2 separate regions of the Rattus norvegicus genome follow, and region 1 is linked to region 2. A link is a contact called in public Hi-C data. All regions are on one chromosome and are shown on one strand. Each heading gives the region's core, a stretch centred on a gene start, on an enhancer-like site or on the middle of the called end of the contact. The rest is flanking DNA. Distances are from core to core; before and after follow the strand shown.

What was found. Hi-C and Micro-C count contacts between places; a contact is called where the count stands out from the background.
Region 1: a Hi-C map of Schwann cells shows a contact between it and region 2, with 2.7 times the contacts expected there. The contact joins two enhancer-like sites. A contact is called at or near these places in 1 of 12 Hi-C or Micro-C datasets (Schwann cells) and 1 of 1 datasets of contacts at active chromatin or transcription factors (oligodendrocytes).

What each region holds. Positions count from the first base shown.
Region 1 is chr1:53,495,876-53,498,877 of GRCr8, forward strand. All of the region lies in intron 2 of LOC102549608 (a long non-coding RNA gene), which reads right to left. Among named protein-coding and RNA genes, the nearest start is that of Pabpc6, 96 kb to the right of the region's middle. Within about 2 kb of position 1,341, at least 30 of the 93 cell types and tissues checked have an H3K27ac peak or open chromatin away from gene starts, as enhancers often do. A contact at or near this core is called in Schwann cells, where this site is marked.
Region 2 is chr1:53,097,089-53,099,996 of GRCr8, forward strand. No RefSeq gene overlaps it. Among named protein-coding and RNA genes, the nearest start is that of Qki, 160 kb to the left of the region's middle. Within about 2 kb of position 1,438, at least 2 of the 93 cell types and tissues checked have an H3K27ac peak or open chromatin away from gene starts, as enhancers often do. A contact at or near this core is called in Schwann cells, where this site is marked.

The DNA.
Region 1 (3,002 bases), core at 91-2,590, 400 kb after region 2:
TGGTGTCCATCACTCCTTTGTCATAGTGGCTAGGAAGCTATTCTCCGCCTTCCTCTCTGATCTGTGATTTGAGGCTGAGTACCATGCAGCCCAGCGAACGTTGCAGTCATGGTAAGGAAGGAGGTTAGGGCCCTGAAAGCTTCTCACAGTCCGAGAACCGGCCTGGACTGACAAAGAGGCCATCTTTATACCCTCCAGTCCAGGTAGTCATTCATTGACACAGCAGTTAGCGTCATGCACCCTGACGCAGCCACCCAAACTCCTTCAAAATGGAGAGACACTGGTGATTCCAACCACTGTGGCTCATTTCTGGGATTCATAGATTACAGAACAATTTGTTTTTCAGCTTTAGTTTTACCCAGGAGAAATGTTTCTGAATCTTGAATCTGTTGTCTATCTATCTGTCTGTCTGTCTGTCTGCCTGCCTGACTGCCTATCCATCCATCCATCCATCCATCCATCCATCCATCCATCCATCCATCCACCCACCCACCCTTCTATCTATCTATCTATCTATCTATCTATCTATCTATCTATCTATCTATCTATCTATCTATCCATCCTGTCTGTCTGTCTGTCTCTTTATTGTTTTCAGCTCTAATTAAGAGGCTTTGTTTGGTCATTTTAGTTAAACCCTCTCTGACATGAATGGAAGGTCTAGCTGAACAAGCGAATGACCCTCTTGTTCGCATACATTCTGAGTTTTCAGCTGGGTTTCCTGGGCAGTGTTGGAGGCACTCCATCGCAGAATATTTTGAGATTGAAGCCCACAGAGGATAGCAGACCTCTAAATGGGACTAAGATGGCAATGTCACCAGAAACTGAAGGACAGGTAAACCATAGAGAAGCCAGAAACAGCTGCTGAGCAGCTCAGAATATTGTCTCCCAGTTTCTCCAAAGCAGCCAAGGGCCTGAGCTGAGAAACCAGATTTCTTCTGGGTGCACATCACTCTTTCCCCTCCCTTGAAGGACACTGAATTTCCATAAAACCACAAAGGCCAAAAGTATGCTCAAGACCAAAATAGCACTGTGCTGAACAAACAAACAAACAAACAAACAACAACACCCCCACCCCCATAACCTTGGTTAAACACACAGAGTGTTGCTCCATGATTCATGGCCATTAAGTGCTAATGCACTGGGGATGCTATGGTGGAATATGTGGGCCCCCTTTTGAATATAGGACCTGGGGCAACAAGAACATAACCCTTGGTTGACAAGTGGGGTAATGGAGCAGAACACAGTTCCGATGCAGGCATGTTGATTTCCTGTGCTCTGCTCAGCTGGGTTCTAAGAATGTCCGTACGGAACTCAAACCTCCATCCCCAGCCAGATTCCTACGGAGGGAGGGGACAGGAGGGACGGATGGCCAGCTTGTTTTGCTCCTGTGTGCTCAGTCTAATCTGTACATATGTGCAGATCCATATTTAGAATTTGTCTAGGCAGAGAGTGGTGAGCCACAGAAGCTCTTGCTTGTCACTTGAAAGATGCCGGGGAGTTGCACGCCAAGCTCTTATCAGGAGCCTGTTTCTCTTCCTCCCCGCAGATCTGCTAGGACAGAATTCTCCCGATGTGGAAATGAAAGCTGTACGTCTGTCAAGGACATGGGACATTTGTGTCCTTTGTCCACCAGTTTCTGTCATACTGGCAGGCAGATGCAAGGCTCGTGTGGGGCAGTGGTGGGTCAATAATGTCAATATGGGTTTGAGTTTACATCCAGCTTTTCTCTGACTAAAGAGAGAGCTTTTATGTATAATTAAGGCTTGGGAAATGGTGTCAGCACTTTCCTTCAAGAGGAAAAAAAAATGAGTGAGGGCAGACGCTAGATGGGCGGAGTCTGTGACCTTTCTCTTGGGTAATGTGGATGTGGTAACTCCAGGCTGTGCTGCTTGATGCCCTGGAGACGTGAAATGTTCTATTCGAATGACTGTGTCCAACAGCCCCTCCCCATTCAGGGTTTGCTGCTGCACCTCTCTGAGGAGTCCTAAATTTCAGAGACAGTCTAGTTACGGCTATGTTCTCAAGCGCCAAGTCCCTCATTGCTCTGAACACCACCATGATGTGACCTGTCACCTCCATTCCAACAGTCTGAGAATAGCCCTGCCCTGGCGGCCTCCGTGTCCTTCATGCTTAGCTATGAGTGCCTCTGGCTGCCCAGAACTGAGGCTGTGGGTCTCGGACTCGGGAAGGGCCAGCATCCTCAGTGAGCACCTCTGTCTGTACCGCACACAGCGACATGATTCCAGAGCACCTCAGAGAGGGATGTGAGCTTCTCAGAAGTCACTGTGGTAGTGATTCCTAAGCTCTTCCTCAGATCTGGTGACCCCCCAAGTACCCTTCCATATCATTCTCCTGGCTCCCCCTAGTGGCCCAGGGGACCCCAACCAGAAAGTTTTATTACAGTTTTTTGAGATTATAATATAATTACATCATCTCCCTCTTCTTGCCAAACCTTCCCACTTGCTTTATAAGTTCATCATCTGCCTAAGGAGATGCCTGACAAGCCTGATTCTATACCACTTGTGTGGGCAACTGGATCCACCCTGATTCTAAAGCCCAGCATGTGTCCCCTCCTCCCATCTCTGAATGCTAAGCAAATTTTTTTTTTTTTTTTTTTTTTTTTTTTTTTTGGCTAGGAACCTTGGGGGATAGCTTGCCTTTGAGGTTGGGTTGGGAAATCTTGTCTTTCTGTTTGTTTTGTTTTTAAAGACAACAATGAGCCCACACTGGCCTGGACCTCATCCGGTAATGCAGGTTGGGTTCAGCTTTAAGTGATTGCCTGCCTTAGTTTCCCCCGAGTGCTCAGTAGCAGCGTGGACTACACGGGCAATCTGCTTTAGTGAGGAGTCTGAAAGCAACTGTGTCCGATGCTAGGTTTGGGGCCAATCCCAAGCCCTTCAGATTGCTGATTTTCAACATCTGTGTTAGAAAGGTTCACCAACATCACTAAAGTTTCTCTTTGTGTGTGTTGTAGCCACACAGTTCTCAAATATCCAGAAGAC
Region 2 (2,908 bases), core at 188-2,687:
AGCAGCGGACAAGGCTGATGTGCTTGGCATGTTTGGCTGTAACGTTTCACCTCGTTTGCCTTTACAACAGCCTCTTGGATCCCAGGTTGTGAATAATGAGAATTTTACTCATGCCCTGAAAACACGACATTTGCAAATCACCCCGTCCTTTCAGTCTTACAAAAATATCACATTATTCTAGCCTGACACATTTTGTTTTCAGGTAGGAAAGTGGTTATCTGTTGGCTCACCTCAGAGAGTCTACAACGGACGGAGCATTATCATATTACATAAATAATTTAGGCACGAGTGTCATTATGGGTGTAAATCAAAAGGACAATGTATGCTCCCGAATTTGCAAGTGTTTGGAAATTTATATTATGTTTCCTAAGGAAGTCTGTGACCTGCAGAACTATTCAAATGATTTGAATCTCTCTAGCTGTCAGGAGGCATCAGCAGTGAGAAGCTTTGCCTTCACAGACAGGCTTTAAGAAGACATGCTGTTTACTGTGCAGAAGAGAGAGGAAATCTAATTTAAATGCTGGCCATACTCACAGGCATGTCCAACCCATGACTTTCAGGCTATGCATGGCAACGTGCTATTGAGAATAGCTATGAATGTGATATAACATAAAAAAATTTGAATTTATTTAAAACATTGTGAGGTATGTGTATATATATGTGTGCATGCATGGTATATGCATGTGACCCTGTGCACATGCATGTATGTGCTTTCATGTGGAAGCTAGAGGACAATGTCTGATGTCAGTTTCAATTGTTCTCCACATAATTTTGTGGGGGACAGGATCTCCAGGATCTCTAACTGACCGGGAAGTTCAGTGATTCAGCTAGACTGGCCAGCCTGTGAGCTCTAGGTCTTTGCTTATCTCTGTCTCCCTGTTAGGATCACTGATATAGACTTTTTCTCTCAGCCTTTTTATGAGGGTTCTGAACTCCAGTCTGCATCACTGTATGGCAAGCACTTTGCCAAATAAGCCATCTCCCAGCTCAATATTTTTGATAGCTCATTTGCATGGTTGTAGCGTGTGAACCTTGCGGATGAGGTCACTTTGTTCCATTGTCAAGAAGCTGGACACATCTGCCAGCACACTGCTTCTCTGTACATGTACTGGGATCACCAGGCACAGGTTGCAACAGACACTGGGCTCCCCAGCCCTACCCCAGAGTCTGTGATCCACTGTCAGTCTGTGATCTGACTTTGTTCACATGTGCCGATTACACACTTCCAGAAGGGCTTTTTGAAAGGACAAAGGACTCCTCATGGGAAAGGTTCAGCTCCTCTTTGGGTAAGTGCTACCGTGGGGCCTCTCCATGGATAAATTTGACTCCCACTTAAACTAGTTCTGATTCCAAAGGATAGCCCGTAGAGTAGCAGGGGGGAAGGGCAAACTAATGGGATGAAACAGGGGGATGAACTGTTGTGTGCGGACAGAATGAGTTCATGAATGGTAGCAGGAGGTGAAAGGGTAACGATGAAGTCACTGTGGTGGTGACATCAGACTTAGAGTAGATGTGGTGACAAAGAGGTTTCTTGAGGTCAAGAAGAGCAGAGGAATTCCCGGAAACCATCAGCACCCCATGCTCAGTTTGGTTTCCCTGAAGCTATGCTTGTTCCTGCCTGCCCTGTCATTTGCTGGAGGCCTGACGTGTGGTAGGAGCTGGCTGGCTTTAGAGTCTGACCACTCACTTGGAGCAAGTGGATACTCCCCTTCTTAGAAGCCATCTCTGCTCCCAGCCTCCAGGCCGAACCCAAGATGTGGCTGTAGCAGGATCCATAGAGAGTTCCCTCCTGTCAGCAGCCGAGCAGCGCGGTGTAAGGCGGACTTTCCAAGGTGTGAACATTGCTAGGGACCTTCTCTCTTTCTAATTTTATTTTTTACTTATGTGTGTACGCATGGACGTTGGCACCCAGGGAATCAGGGAGAGGTCTAGAATCCCTGGGAACTGGAGATACCAGTGGGCATGAGCTTCCTGATGTGGGTGCTGGGAACAGAACCCCATCCTGCAGGAACTCCAAGTGCTTTAATCCCTGAGCTTCCTCTAGAGACATTTCACCACTATTCAGATTTCAGGGGCCAGATTTCAGGGTCTTGGGTAGAACTAAGCGTGCTGTATTTAGGGGCTAATGAGAGGGTCCGTGGATGCTGGTGCCCAGGTAAATTTGGGAGAAGAATTCTTGATAGGAATGAAAGAGTGCTGTTTCCATACGGGGGGGGGGGGTAAACCAAGTCAGGAAAGGATGGTGGCGTCAGAGGGTCTGTAACAGGGTAAGTGTGGAGAGAGAGAGAAAGGCGGCAAGGTTCCCCCAGGAACCATCAGACAGTGTTGGCAACACCGGGACAGTCCCTGGTTCCCCTGAAACAGTTCCTAAGTGGGGCAAGTGTGCATTTGGTGACCTGTGCAGGTAGCTTTGGATGTGACGGGACAGAGCACTGCTGACATCTATGACAGAGGCCAGAGATGTTTCTGAGCATCTACTGCACATAGGACAACCTGATAACAACTCTGTGCAACCTGGTCCCAAGGCTCAGGGACCCAGCAGGTCCTGAACGACTCTGAACCTTCAGGGTCAGCCTCACCAGGATCCGCGGGTTTGTTAGTGGTGTAAGCAGACTTTCCGGTTAGATGCTTCAGGGCCGGGCCAGGCCAGCCATCCACTGCGGGCCATTCCAGGGTAACCACCACTGTCAGTGCCTCTGAGGTGAGAAGCTGCAACAGCTCCATACAATGAGAGTGGCCCGAGGCTGCTTCAAGCCGGGACATCTTAGATTTCAGACATGCTCCTTTAAGCCTAGAGCTCATAGGCTAAAGAATCGGGCCATCTTCTCTCCTAGATATGACAGGCCCTAGCTTGGAAAGTAAACTGACAGGTAAGTCTCTGGGGGGTGCTGGTGGGTGTAGTCAAGGC